Linked DNA regions of Mus musculus: region 1 is linked to region 2. The links are chromatin contacts, called in public promoter capture Hi-C maps. All regions are on one chromosome and are shown on one strand. Each heading gives the region's core, a stretch centred on a gene start, on an enhancer-like site or on the middle of the called end of the contact. The rest is flanking DNA. Distances are from core to core; before and after follow the strand shown. Region 1 holds the start of Rbm34 (RNA binding motif protein 34). Region 2 has its middle 13 kb from the start of Gm31718.

The links. Promoter capture Hi-C pulls out the DNA fragments that hold promoters and counts their contacts.
Region 1: a promoter capture Hi-C map of the HPC-7 cell line shows a contact between it and region 2, with 5 times the contacts expected there. The contact joins the promoter of Rbm34 here to the enhancer-like site in region 2. A contact is called at or near these places in 17 of 39 promoter capture datasets (the 3T3-L1 cell line, 3T3-L1-derived adipocytes, the HPC-7 cell line and 8 more), 2 of 15 datasets of contacts at CTCF or cohesin (liver and pro-B cells), 133 of 484 Hi-C or Micro-C datasets (the AtT-20 cell line, B cells, the Ba/F3 cell line and 75 more), 11 of 115 datasets of contacts at active chromatin or transcription factors (the HPC-7 cell line, the SCID.adh cell line, astrocytes and 7 more) and 4 of 9 other capture datasets (adipose tissue, embryonic stem cells, liver and 1 more).

The regions. Positions count from the first base shown.
Region 1 is chr8:126,967,626-126,974,108 of GRCm38.p6, forward strand. Rbm34 (RNA binding motif protein 34) reads right to left here and starts at 3,424. Exons shown (of 11, transcript NM_172762.3): 1 at 3,365-3,424; 2 at 3,113-3,284; 3 at 2,358-2,503. The coding sequence starts at 3,414.
Region 2 is chr8:126,917,607-126,924,195 of GRCm38.p6, forward strand. No RefSeq gene overlaps it. Among named protein-coding and RNA genes, the nearest start is that of Gm31718, 13 kb to the left of the region's middle. Within about 2 kb of position 1,850, at least 161 of the 459 cell types and tissues checked have an H3K27ac peak or open chromatin away from gene starts, as enhancers often do. A contact at or near this core is called in the AtT-20 cell line, CD8 T cells, the HL-1 cell line and 30 more, where this site is marked.

The sequences.
Region 1 (6,483 bases), core at 2,174-4,673, 52 kb after region 2:
AACAGAATTAAAGAATAGTGACTGGACTTGAGAAGGTAAGGCAGGAGGATCTTAAGTTCAGACTGGCATAGAGTGCTACGCACACTCCAGTGAAGTTTGCTTGGCAGGCCGAGAGGCCTGGAAGCACTCATGAGGCAGAGTTTCACGGAAACTCACCTCCTGGAGTTTTGGCGTTCTCATTAACCTGTATACTCATACCCTATTCCCGCGTTAATCTGGTGTTCGGATCCATGTGCTCCCTTTTAGTATTATTTTATTATAAGTACCTTTTAAGATTGAATTCTGATATAATTAAGTCTCCCACCTGTGTTCCAACATGCCAGAAGCCAACGAGAGCTTGGAATCCGGTAGAAATGCAGTAAGGAAGTTACCTATTCAGTAACTAATTAAGCATTACAAAAGATGGATCCAGTAGCTCAGTGCTGGTCTACAGAGTGTTTACCAAAAAAGAGCCAGGGAATCCCACTGAGATAGAAATCTTCAGTACAGGCTACATTGCATATTAGAAGCAAGCTGTTGAATTCTTCTGACGAATGGAGATTCTCCACAGATACTTAAAAGTTACTAGAAATTATCAGAGCCCAGGAAATAGGAGGGTTGAGGTATTGCAGTATTCATGAGAAGGTCTGCTAAACCCCTGGTGGTGGTCTTAACAATAGACTAGCTTTACACCTGGCTCCCTTCTGAGTGGCAGTGGCCTAGTTCCCGCCTTCTTTTGATGTATACATTCCTTTTGTATTGCGTCACAGTAACTTGGTGGATTGTATCTTGTCTGGTTCCTTGCTATTCTGCTGTATAAAAAGTTTGATGCTCGACCTGACAATACATTCAGATTCTACACAACCTCCTGTCTGCGTCTGTCTGTCATTCGCCAACTCCTTGCCCATCTGCACCCAGAGACCCATCCACGAAGACAAAGGGACCCAGAGGGTCTGCGGCAATAGAGAAATACAGTTAGACTGTCTTTTCATTAAAAAAGAAAGAAAAAAAAAGACGACAGCTTCAGGACTTAGCAGCTGAGTAGCTGTGTGTGAAGAGGTGAGAGCACAGGGTAACCCCTGCAGCACTGGCTTAGGCACTTATCTAGACGTGAAGTACCATTAACACAGGAGGGTTTCAGTTTGAAGCATTTTATTTTGCTTTTTGGGTTTTGATTTAAGGAAGGTGGCATGCAACCTAGGCTGGCTTCAAACTCACTATATATGGTGTAGGATAACTCTGAGTGTCCGATCCAAGAACCACCACCTTCCAAGTGCTGGGAGACTGCAAGTATATGTTACCATGCACGGTTTAGACAAGGAACACTCCACCAAGTGAGGCACACCTCTAGCCTCAAGGAGCACTATCTTAAGGTAAACAAGAAATGTACAGGTGCAGATACAGGCAATCAAAAAGACGGAACAGGTCTAATGCTCAGGGCCGACACACAGCAGTGCCCATGAAGAACTGCTGCGAGGTGACTGACAAGAACTCCAAGAAGAAGCCGTTTCCTAATTGCAAGCTCAGGAAAGGTGTTCATCTTAATTCAGAGACAAAACAGAGAAGGGAACAGAAAGCTTGGAATGTAAAGCTTCGAGAAAGCAGTCACCGAGTGGAAGCAGCGCACAGTCCTCAGAGGGTGTGAGGGTGGTGGGGAACTAGTGTAGTGGCTCAGCAGGCAAAGGCACCTGTCCTGCAGCCAGACAGCGAATGGACTCCTAGGAGCTGGTCCTTCCACAGGCCACCTTGACAGGAATGCACTGACACACATGCAGACAACAAACGTAATAACTACTGAAGGTTTTACTGAAAGAGGAGAGTGTAAAAATGGGAAAAGAAAATAGGCTTGAAGCAGCGAGAAGGAATTGAGAGCCAAGGGTTTGTGGAAGCTGAAGTACAGCTTAGGTTGCAGAGTGAGTTTAAGGTCCACCTGGGATGCAAGAAGTCTCCAAGAAAGAATGAGGAACACTCAATAGAAAAGTAGTGTATCTGTTTGGATACTAACTCAAATATTATGTAAAAGGAATTTTAAGTTAGTAAGGGAAATTTGGTTCCTATGAAAACCAAATTCACATTTGACAGACACACTAACTCAGAAATCCCAACTCAGAAAACAGAGAAGGGGTTAAAGTCCTAACAAGGCTGGCTCAGAATCAAGAAGCAGTGATGGACACAAAGACCTAAAAAGCTGATCTACCAGTATCTGTTCGCTTAGGATAAATGGCTTTCTTGTATCTTTTAACCCTGTATGAGACTTTGTATAATGTATTTTTTAAATTTCAGAATATGCAGTGAAAAAAATTAAGATGAACATTAAAAAAAAAAAAAAAAAAACTGCCTGAGGTATTTAATATAGCAAAAAGGAGATTTCTACCAACCTGTTTGCCAGTCTTTTGTCTGCATCAGAGAGTTTCTTCACTTTCACTTTTCTCGAAGGCTCTTGCAAAACTGGCTTTTTAGTTTGGGACACACTCTCTTCTTCATCATCATCATCATCATCAAGTTTTCTTTTTTTAGATGTTTCCTTTCAAAAGTTTGAAGTCATATTTAAAACCTCAAACTTTAAAAAAAAAAAAAATCCTGACCCTAAAGCTGTGTGTTGTGGCTTATATCTGTAATTCCAGTATTCAGGAATAGAGGCAGGAGGAACTGTGCCAGGCCAGCCAGAGCTACATAGCAAAGTCCCTCCGTCTCCAAGTCCCTGAGCAGTACTCCGATGTGCCTTTCTACATGGATACTTCTTCACGGGTTACGGAGAGAAGCAGAATATTCTTGCAGCACCAGCCATTCAGTGGAAAGGTGAGGCAGGAATATAGAATCTGGGTTACCGTGTATTCTAAGCGTGCGCAACTAGTGTGATCCTGTCTCAAAATAAAAAAGTCAAGTCGGACATGGTGGGAGCGACTCTGTAATCTCAGAACTCAAGGCTGGAGAAGGATCAGGAGTTTAGTTCATCCTCGGATACATAACTGAAATTTGAGGCTTACACGGTCTACAGGTGACCCTGCCAATCAAATAGGCTGAGGGTGAAGCGCTAGCCCTGCTCAAAGGACCAGACAGTCACTGCTGTCAGGAGAGTGACCCTCTACATCTCTCTCTACCGGGATACTCAGGGTGCAGCCCGGCGACTCACCTGGGGCACAGGCACAAATACAGGAGGAGCCGATGGCTCCGCGGTGCTGAAGAGAGCGGCCAGCCGCCCCGTCCCGCCTCCAGGAGGCCGCGGGCCGCCCCGCAAGCTGTCGGCGACCTGTCCCACCAGGTAGTCGCTGGCCGCACAGCTCACGCCGTCTCCAGAGCTCTGTCTGCAAACACAAGAGCACTCTTCAGCCACGCCGCGCCACTCACCGCCAACCCATCCACACCAACGCCCGCCGCCACTCACCTCCGCTCCGAGCCCTTCCTTCTCTTGCGTTCCTCCCCTCCCAGAGCCATGCTGAAAACTGAGCTTCCGGGATGGAAGTCCTAGGTCCGCGCTTCTGGGATCCGACTAGTCATGCGTTCCCTCTGGTTCCGGGTTCCGGCAGCCTCCGGGTTCCGACTACTTCCGTTCTAAGGCTGAGCTCTTCCGCTCAGGACCACACCCCCTCTCCCCATTCAGCCCGTGGCTGCGCAGGAGCCGCGCTATGCTTAATACTAATGGTTTTGCAGTCCGCAGGCGTCTCAGGGAAACCTAGGCTGAGGGAGTGCAGCAAGTCTCACGAGTAGCTGAGGCCTCGTGTTAGTACGAGGGTCAGCTAAAACCTGACATAGTGGCTTAGGTCTTTAATCCCAGAATTTGGGGCTCGAAGTAGCCGGATTACCTCGATTTCCAGGACCGGCTAAAACCACATGGCTCCAGCATAGCTACCTCGTCTCAAATAAAACAAGCCCCCCCGCCCCCCAGGCTTAGGGAAGGCTGTCGGCCACAGCTCATTAAGGAAGGAGGTTTCCAAGAGAAATGGGGCTACAGGGATGTGTCTTAGCAGTCGGGGAAGGGTACACCTTTCCCGAAGTTTGACGTTTCAAAGTCGGCAGAAAACAAGTATTTGGGATCACAGTTTAACTGGTCACATCCTTGTACTATTCCGTCTTCAAAGCCGCCCTGTCATTTATTTTTATATTTATTTATTATTATACATAAGTACATTGTAGCTGTCTTCAGACACACCAGAAGAGGGTGTCAGATCTCATTATGGATGGATGTGAGCCACCATGTGGTTCCTGGGATTTGAACTCAAGACCTTCTGAGGAAGAGCAGTCAGTGCTCTTATCCACTGAGCCATCTCACCAGCCCCCTCCCCACCTCCCGTCATTCTTTAAGTAAATTCATACTTAGATTTTTTTTTAATAGTGGCTTATATTTGTAATCCCTGTTCTCTAGGGCCTAGGTAGAGCTTGGCCATGATTTTGAGGCTATTCTGGGATATGCGGTCGTAGCCTCTTTTGCCTGCAGGAAGTCCAGCATGTTGGGATCTCCCCAGTTACCAAGATAGAGAGACACCCAAGTGAGCTTGCAGGCCAGATTTAAAGCACATTAGGGAATGCTGGGGTAGGTGACCTCTATGTTAATATGTTGGGTCTATCTCTAGGGATACTGACATTCCATTACTGGGATGTGGGGGCTGGAAACTTGCTGGGGAGGTCTGGGAACTGTTACTGAGGAACTCTGGAAACTGCTGCTGACCCATTGTGCTTGCTTCAGGCCAGGTGGCTGGGACATTCCATTACCTGGGCATGAAAGCTGGAGCCTGGGCTTTTTCCTGTTAGTAATTGACTTGTCTGGACTTGCCCAGTTTTTAGGCCTGGTCTCCTAAACTCCTATTTGAAGTCTGTCACGGAGTCAGCCTAGGCTTCTCATTCCTCCCTTTCAGTAATGGGCCAACTCTAACCCTTGAGAGGTTTCCGAGGCCCCTGCACTAGCAGCTCCAGCCAGCCCTATGTTAAGGAAGAGAACCTAGTAACACAGCAGAAATGGCCACATTTAACTTGATTGATTGGAGGTGCTAGCTGGTTGAAGACATAAAAATCCTCAGTCGTATTTACAACCAGGCCATAAATGCATGGAGTGAGTCTCCAGGTATAAGCCCTCCAATCATTCTCTGGGGGCAGCCTGTATCCTGCATCAGTAGGGGTTACAGTATGGTTGCAGAGGTGGAAATAGACACTTCAATGAAGTGAAGATTACCTAAGACTTGAGACCAAAGAAGTGTTGCAAAACTAGCTATGCAAACCACCACCACCCTCGTCATCATCCCTGTAAACATTATGTGTCCTCCCATAGGTCTTGCCTCAGCAAAACACCTTGTGAGTCTGTCTTAGCAAAACTCTACAGGAGTCTGAATCAGCTGACATGCCCAGAAACTTTTTTTTTTGGCGGGAGGGGGTTGAGACAGGGTTTCTCTGTGTAGCCCTGGCTGTCCTGGAACTCACTCTGTAGACCAGGCTGGCCTTGGGAAAATGGAGTTACCTGTAAAGCTGACAAGGACCACAACAGTTTTTTGTTTTTTATTTTTTGTTTTGTTTTTTTAAGGGGAGGAGAGGGTAAGGGAAGGGAAGGAAAAGGCAAAAGGAGAGGAGAAAGAAGAGGGAAAGGTGTAAGAGTTTTCACAACAAAGAGATGGGAGGGAATGCCACAATCACAGCACACAGCAGACCTCTCTGGTGGGGTGGGGGCAAAAAAGTTGCCTCTGAGCTGGGATGTGAGAAAGAGAGAGAGAGAGAGAGAGAGAGAGAGAGAGAGAGAATGAATGAATCAGGCCACAATAGTGTGGGCTTTATAGCAAACTACAGAACATGCACGCATGCTCATAGTGGTGGAACCCTGTTGCTTTAGTGACACGTGTCACCTCAGCCCTTAGTGGCAGGTATTGCATTGGCTTTAATGTTGGCTTCAGAGTCACGTTGGCTTTAGTGAAATGTGTCACCTGGGCCTTTAATGATGACTACTGAAGGTAGAGTGGGGGATGGGAAGCACTGTTTCTGGAATGGGGATGGGTTTTCGTTCACTAAAGGAGGAGAAAAGGAAGGGGGGAAGGGGTGAGGATGGAAGGAGGAAAAAGAGAAGAAAGGGTGGGAGGGGATATGTCCAAGAGCACAAGAACAGTTTTCTCCTGTGAGTGTATGTGTGCATCTGTGTGTGTGTGTGTGTGTGTGTGTGTGTGTGTGTGTGTCTGTGGTTTTGTAAAGCCCAACCAACTCCATTTTTGAGAAGAACCTCCTGACCAGGGCCTAAACTCCAGTTCCAGGAGGAAAACCACAAAGTCCACTTGAGCAAACATCCTATGGCAATTCCCCCAACCCCAGCTACAGCCAGTCAGGCTACGACAGCAGGGTCAAGGTACACATAGATAACCTAAGACATCCTGAAGAGAATAGATAACCTAGCTATCCTGTTTGTCAGGTGGTTTTGCCCCCATTTTCAGTTCCTACGAATTACGTCAGAAATGCAGATTTTAAAATATTAACTTGCTGACCCGTATGGAAATTTCCCAAGCTCGCTGTAACCACAATACATACCCCGCA
Region 2 (6,589 bases), core at 600-3,099:
GAACTGGAGCAGTAATGGGGGTGGGAAGCACTCCACAAAGACATTCTGTACCATTCACAACTTCTGTTTGTTGTTGGCTGGGTTCTTTTCCCCCCTTCTTCCCCTTTCCAAGTGTGTGTGTGTGTGTGTGTGTGTGTGTGTGTGTGTGTGTGTGTTTTCAAATGGCAGAAAATATTTTCCAGCTACACTGTGCTGGCATTGCCAAGCTCATGCTGATGCCAAGGTTATAAAAAGCAGCTGTGGAGAGACTTCACAGAAGGGCTTGTCCGATCAGCTTCCAAGACACTAACTTTCCTCTAAGAACCCCACCTTCTTCACTACGTACCTGAGGGGGACACATGTGTGGCCATATTACAATAGTTATGTGCAAGATACTTGAGTGGCAGGTCTTTATGATCCCTCAGTCCCCAAATCCTCACACTCAACTGAATGTGATGGCACACGCCTGTAATCCCAGCACTCAGGAGGTGAAGGCAGAAGGATCAAGAATTCAAGACTATGGCCATCTACAGACAGAGCAAGTTCAAAGTCAGCCTAGGATATGTGAAATACTCTCTCAAAGGTTCAAAAGTTTCTCCCTGCACCAAAAGAATCTCTCTCTCTCCCTCTCTCCCCCTCCCCTCCCCCCCCCTCTCAGACACACACACACACACACACACACACACACACACACACACACACCAAAAACTGTTCCAAGATTCCTGCTACAGTTGCCAGGAAGGCTCAGAAGGGCAGGATAAGTTTGGGCTGCAATGGTGAGAACACATGGTGGCCCTCATGGGCCAGTTCCCCTACCAACACCCCCTCTTCCTCCCTCCTCTGCATGTGAGTGTGTGTGGAAGTGAGTTCATCTGTGTGTGCACATGTGTGTGCATGCATGCATGTGTGTCCGGGCATGCATGTCTGTGTGCATGTGTGTGTGTGTGCATGTGTGAGTACCTGTGTGTGTATGCTTGTATGTGTGTGTGTGCATGTGTGTAGGTGTGTATATGTGTAAGTTCATCTGTGTGTATGTGTGTGTGAGAGTGCATGCATGTGTGTGTGAGTTCATCTGTGTCAGTGTATGCTTATGGGTATAACTTAACTGTGCATGTGTAAGTGTGTTCATCTGTGTATGTGTGTGTGTGTGAGTTAGTTCATCTGTGTGTGAGAGTGTGTGAGCTCATCTGTGTGTGAGTTCATCTGTATGAGTGTGTGTATGTGTGTGTACAAATGAGTTCATCTGTGCATGTGTGTGTGTTTAAGTGTGTTCATCTGTGTGCGTGTGTGGATGGAAGCCAGACACTGACTTTAGAGCCTTTCTCTACTGTGCAACACTTTCTCACTGAACCTAGACATCACTGCTTTGGCTAAACTAGCTGGGCAGAGAGCTCTAAAGCTCTTCTTGTCTTCCATGTCTCAGCCCCAGCTCTGGGGTCACAGGCATGTGACCCAACAAGCCCAGCTTTTTATATGGGTGTGGAAGATCTGTAATCTGTGGAAGATCTGAACTCAGGTCCTTAAGCTAACATAGCAAACACTTTACCTGCTGAGCCATCTCCCCAGTCCCAAGAAGGATGTTCCTTGCATGGAACCATGACTCTCCAGAACCCCCACTCCCCGACCCGGAGACTTCCCCCAGGTCTCTCACTCTCATTCAGTGATCAGCTCCAACTCCATCTTGCCTCATCCTGTCCCTCCCACGCTGTGGGACACCCTACACCTCATTGCTGCTGCTGCTCTGCAGTGAGATCCTACTCCCTCCCTCCCTCAGTTCCAGCCTAGTGAAGACAACAGTAACCCGCACTGTGGCTCTCCTGGGTGACTAATTGGTTAATCCTGGGAAGGCCTTTGAAGCTGAAACACCAGTGTGTTACTCACAGGCTGGAGGCATGAACTTGCCCTAGGCCAGGTCTGAGTCAGCAGAGAGTGGCCTCCCACCTCCATACAGGCTGAGCCAGCCAGCCTAGGTCCTGCTCAAGGTCAAGGCTGTCCTACAGGAGAGCATGGCAATGTAAACCAAGGGAGATAGTGAGGTCTTAGTGGCCTGTGTGGGGTGGCTGTTCTGAGCCTGAGAACTGGGCCCTGTTGAAGATCACATAGCACTCAGTCCTCAGCTCATGCTTCCAAGATAGCACATGCAGCAACCTTGGTCAGGACAATATTTCCTGGTCATCGTTTGGAGAAATATTTTTTCCCACAGCAAATTCCTTAGGAGCCACAGCCTATCTCCTTGCGATCTCCTTAGGTGGGAGGGCAGTGCTGTCAGCCTAAGTCTTGGGAGAAAGATGTGGGCAACTTGTGGATTCCCTCGGCCTTCTCACACGCATCTCTCTTGTGAGGGTGGAGGTGATGGCTGAGACCGGGCCTCACTCTTAAAACCAGGCTGGCCCTTGAACTCACTGTGTAGCCTAAGCTAACCCTTTACAATTCATTTGCCTCAGCCTCCTAGCATGCCTGGCCATCCCATCTGCCTATGGGAGGAAGAAACTAGTCAAGTGTGATGGTAGGTACCTATCATCCCTGCATTCAGAAGGTGGAAGAAGAGAGATCAGGAGTTTAGTGATAGCCTGGGCTACATGAAACCAACCCTGTCTCAGAAAAGAAACAAAAGGCAGGCAAGCAGGCAGGTAGGAAGGGAAGGAGGGAAGGAGGGAGGGAGGGAGGGAGGGAGGGAGGGAGGGAGGGAGGGAGGGAGGGAGGGAGGGAGGGAGGGAGGGAGGGAGGGAGGGAGGCTGGTAGGCCAGTTTACAAACCAGAGGCCAGCCCTTGTGCTGATGCCCTTAACCCTTCCAGCAGGGTTTTGTCACCAGAGCTGGGAGGCAAGAACTGACAGCCTTTAAGATGCAACCCAGTGTCAGATTCCCCAACAATGGAGCAGCAGGTCCCCACACCCTGCCCCCCCACCCTCCTGTAGTGACCCCCATATGATCTGGCCCCCCAACCTCTGCCTTTCCTCTGCCCTCTCTGCCATTTCCTTCTTCCAGAAAACAACCTCCCTGGCCAGAAGGATTTCAGGCACTTCTGCTTTTGTTCTAAAGCCACCAGCTCTTATAATATTTTCTGCTCCTCTTCCCAGGGACTCTGAAACACACAGATGACAACACTTTAAAAACAAAGAGCCGAAGGCGGTGGCACATGTGTATCGCCCCAGCACTTGGGCGGCAGAGACAGGCGGATCTCTGCGAGTTCAAAGTCAGCCTGGTCTACAGAGTTAGATCGGGTCTCAAAAAAAAAAAAAAATTACATTAAAATTAAAACACAAAAATCTGAAGTAAAACCAGGAGGGACTGCTGTCAGCTTGGGGCAGGAAAGGGGAGAGCGGAGAGCTTGTGAGTGGAGGCCTGGATCTGGCCAAGGGGCAGGGCACAGCGGTAGACTGAGCAGAGAGCTTTCTGTTTGGCTTGGGTGGCTGCAGAGGTAGAAGTGGCCACTGGGAGAGAGCTGCTAAGATTTGCAAGACAAGAGCCTCTTTTCTCAATTCTCACACTGCCATCAAGTGGCCCAGTGAGCCAGTGCAGGATGTCTGTGCCAGCCTGAGCTACCTGGAGAGAAAAAAGGGTTGGGACTTTACCTAGGGACTCAGAAGCACCCCCAGCCTAGAGCTCTGAACTGTTCGGTAAATGCCAATCCCTGGCAATATAATCAGAGATGTATACATCCGGGCATGTGCACAGTGTCTAATCAATTCCATGCATTCAGGCAAGCAAACTCACAAGTGCTTGCTGGGAACATCAGCACACAAGGAGACATCTCTGTAAGAATCAGTACAAAAGCCACCGTCTCAGCTGGGCATGAGACAACACACCTATGATCCGAGTACAAAGAGGAATCTCTTCCTTTACTTTTATGTCATGGGTATTTTTTGAGTATGTATATCTGTGCACCATGACCGTGTACTCCTACTGCTCATGATGATAGGGAGAAGGCATCAGATCCCCTGAAACTGGAGTAACAGACAAGTGTGAGCTGTTGTATAGGTGCTGGAAATGGTTTCAGGTCCTCTGGAAAGGCAGCCAGCCCTTTCAAGTGCTGAGCCATCTCTCTGGTCCCATAGGTAGGAAGATGTTGGTCACAAGTTCAAGGCCAGCCTGAACCAGGTAACTCTGTCTCAAACTGAAAGGAATGGGATGAGATGATATCTCAGTGGGTGAATTCCTTGCTGCGCAAGCACGAGTTCAGGTCCCCAGAACCCATTTTGAGAAAGTGGGGGTGGGAGAGCATGGCATGGTGTTATGTGAACATCCTGGTGCTAAGGAGGCAGAGGACAAGAGGGGCTCCTGGGATGCCAGTGTAGCTGAACAGTGAGCTCCAGGCTTGGTGATATTCTAGAAAAATAAGGTGAAGAGGAACAGAAGACACTCAACATGGATCTCTGGCCTTCATATATACAAGGACACACATGCATGTACACAAGCACACCTGCACACAATACACACACACCACAGAAGACTTAGAACTCAGCAGTCCTATGTTTAGGTAACTGAGAGAGGAATGAGGAGGGAGGGGATGCCTAACGGTTCAAGTCCTGACGCTCTTGTATCTCTGAGGAGGTGGCCTCGCCTGAGGAAACAGGAAGCAGGGCAAGATCCAGGAGATCCAAAGTCAGCTCTGAGGCCTAAATATGCGACCCGGTAGGGCAGGACTTCAAGCCTCATTCCCTATGGTGGCCAGCTTTGATTGTCAACTTGGAACAACCTAGAATCATCTGGAAGGAGTCTCAGTGGGGGACTGTGTGCGTCGGGTTGTCCTGTTTGTGGGACATTGTCTTAATCTATGCAGGAAGACCCAGCCCACTGTGGGCGACACCATTCCTAGGCAGAGGTTCCTAAACTGTATACTAATAGAGAAACCTAGCAGGAACAAACAAGAAAGCAAGAATATATACATTTATTTCTCTCCATTCTTGACTGTGGGTGATATATGACTGGCTGTGTGAAGTTCTGGCGTTGATTTCTTACCAATGATGGGCTGTTACTTGGGGTCTGAAAACTAAATAAACCCTTTCTCCTCACTGCAACAGAAATGGCACCAGGATACTTCCTTTCCCACACACCTCTGTTCACCTCACATTTGCCTTTTTTGAACATTGGGTAGCATAACCACGTTTGGAGTGGGTTCCTACGGTCCCATGCTTTAGACACACTCCTGCCAGGCCTGCAGAGTCACTGTCATCAAGTCATGTAACTCAAGACCTGGGTCACTGTTGGCTGGACAGAAAGTGGATGAATGTCCTATAGAAAGAAGGCCATTCAAATCTCCCTCCTACAAAACAGAACTGTGTCAAATTTGGAGACAGTCAGTCTCTGCTAGGGTCTAAAGCTGTACATGTTAGCCAAGGACTGAGGAAGCAGAGAGGCAGCCAGCTGCTGCTGTTCACACCCATTCAGTCTCCCAGCACTCACCCCTGGCACCTCTTCCCTGTGACTTGTTCACAAGAGCCTCTTCTCTTGTTATAGTTTGATTTTTTTTTTCACAGTGGAGATCAGTCAGGGTCTTGTGCATGTTTAGCAAGTGCTCTACTACTGAGTTACATCTCTAGCACGAACTTGCGAGTGTGTGTGTGCGTGTGCATGTGCATGCACGTGTGCTGTGTGTGTCTGTGGTGTGCATGTGTGTGTGGTATGCATTGGCGTGTGTATGTGGTGTGCATGTGTGTATGTCGTGCTTATGTGTGTGTTGTGCATGTATGTTGTACATGTGTGTTTGTATGTGCATTCATGTGCACAGGTGTATATGTGTGTTTGTGTGCTTGCATGTGCAGGCCGGTAGACCACCTCAGTTTGTCCTGCAAACACTTTGTTCATTTGACAAAGTCTCCCGCTGCCCTGGAGCTACAGGGTACTACATAGTGTGGCCGGCCAGCCTCTGAGACTTTACCTTTCCAGCTTTGGGGAGGGTGAAGGGTTGAACTCAGGTCCTCATGCTTGAAAGACAAACATTTTAGCAACTGAGCTATCTCCACAGCCAGTCTCAGCCCTTGAGATGAGGCCTCACCAGGTTTCCCAGGTTGGTCTTTGAACTTGCGAATCCTTCTGCCTCGGCCTCTGAAGCAGCTGAGATACTGGCCTGAACCACCACACCCAGCTTCCAAGAATGAGTACCTCTGTTAAAAACTTCAAAACACTAGGCAAGCCAGGTGTAGTGGTATGTATGTATGCCTTTAATCTAAGCTTGACAGGGAGAGGCTGACAGATCTCCCTGTGTTCAAGGTCAGCCTGGTCTACACAGTGAGTTCCAGACCAGTCAGAGAGATACAAAATGGGACCTTGTCTCAAACTAACAAACAATACATTGGATAGATTGCCCTAAAGATTTTCCCAGTTCTAAGGCATAACATCTATCTGGCCCAGTGCAGCACACCTCATTTCCTGAGGCCACAGCCTATTTCCAAAAACATAGGGTACTTTCTAAAAAGACTGCAAGCTTATGAATTACAATGCTCAACATACAGCAGCATGAAAAGACTCAGCAAATATTGACACTGTTAGCTCTACCTTTTCAAACATTCTTTACAAACCATTCATTGTTCTCTGGGATGTCAGATTTAATCTGAAAAGCATTTTATAGTTTGTTTCTACCCGTACTACCCCTGCTGACTACAGCAATG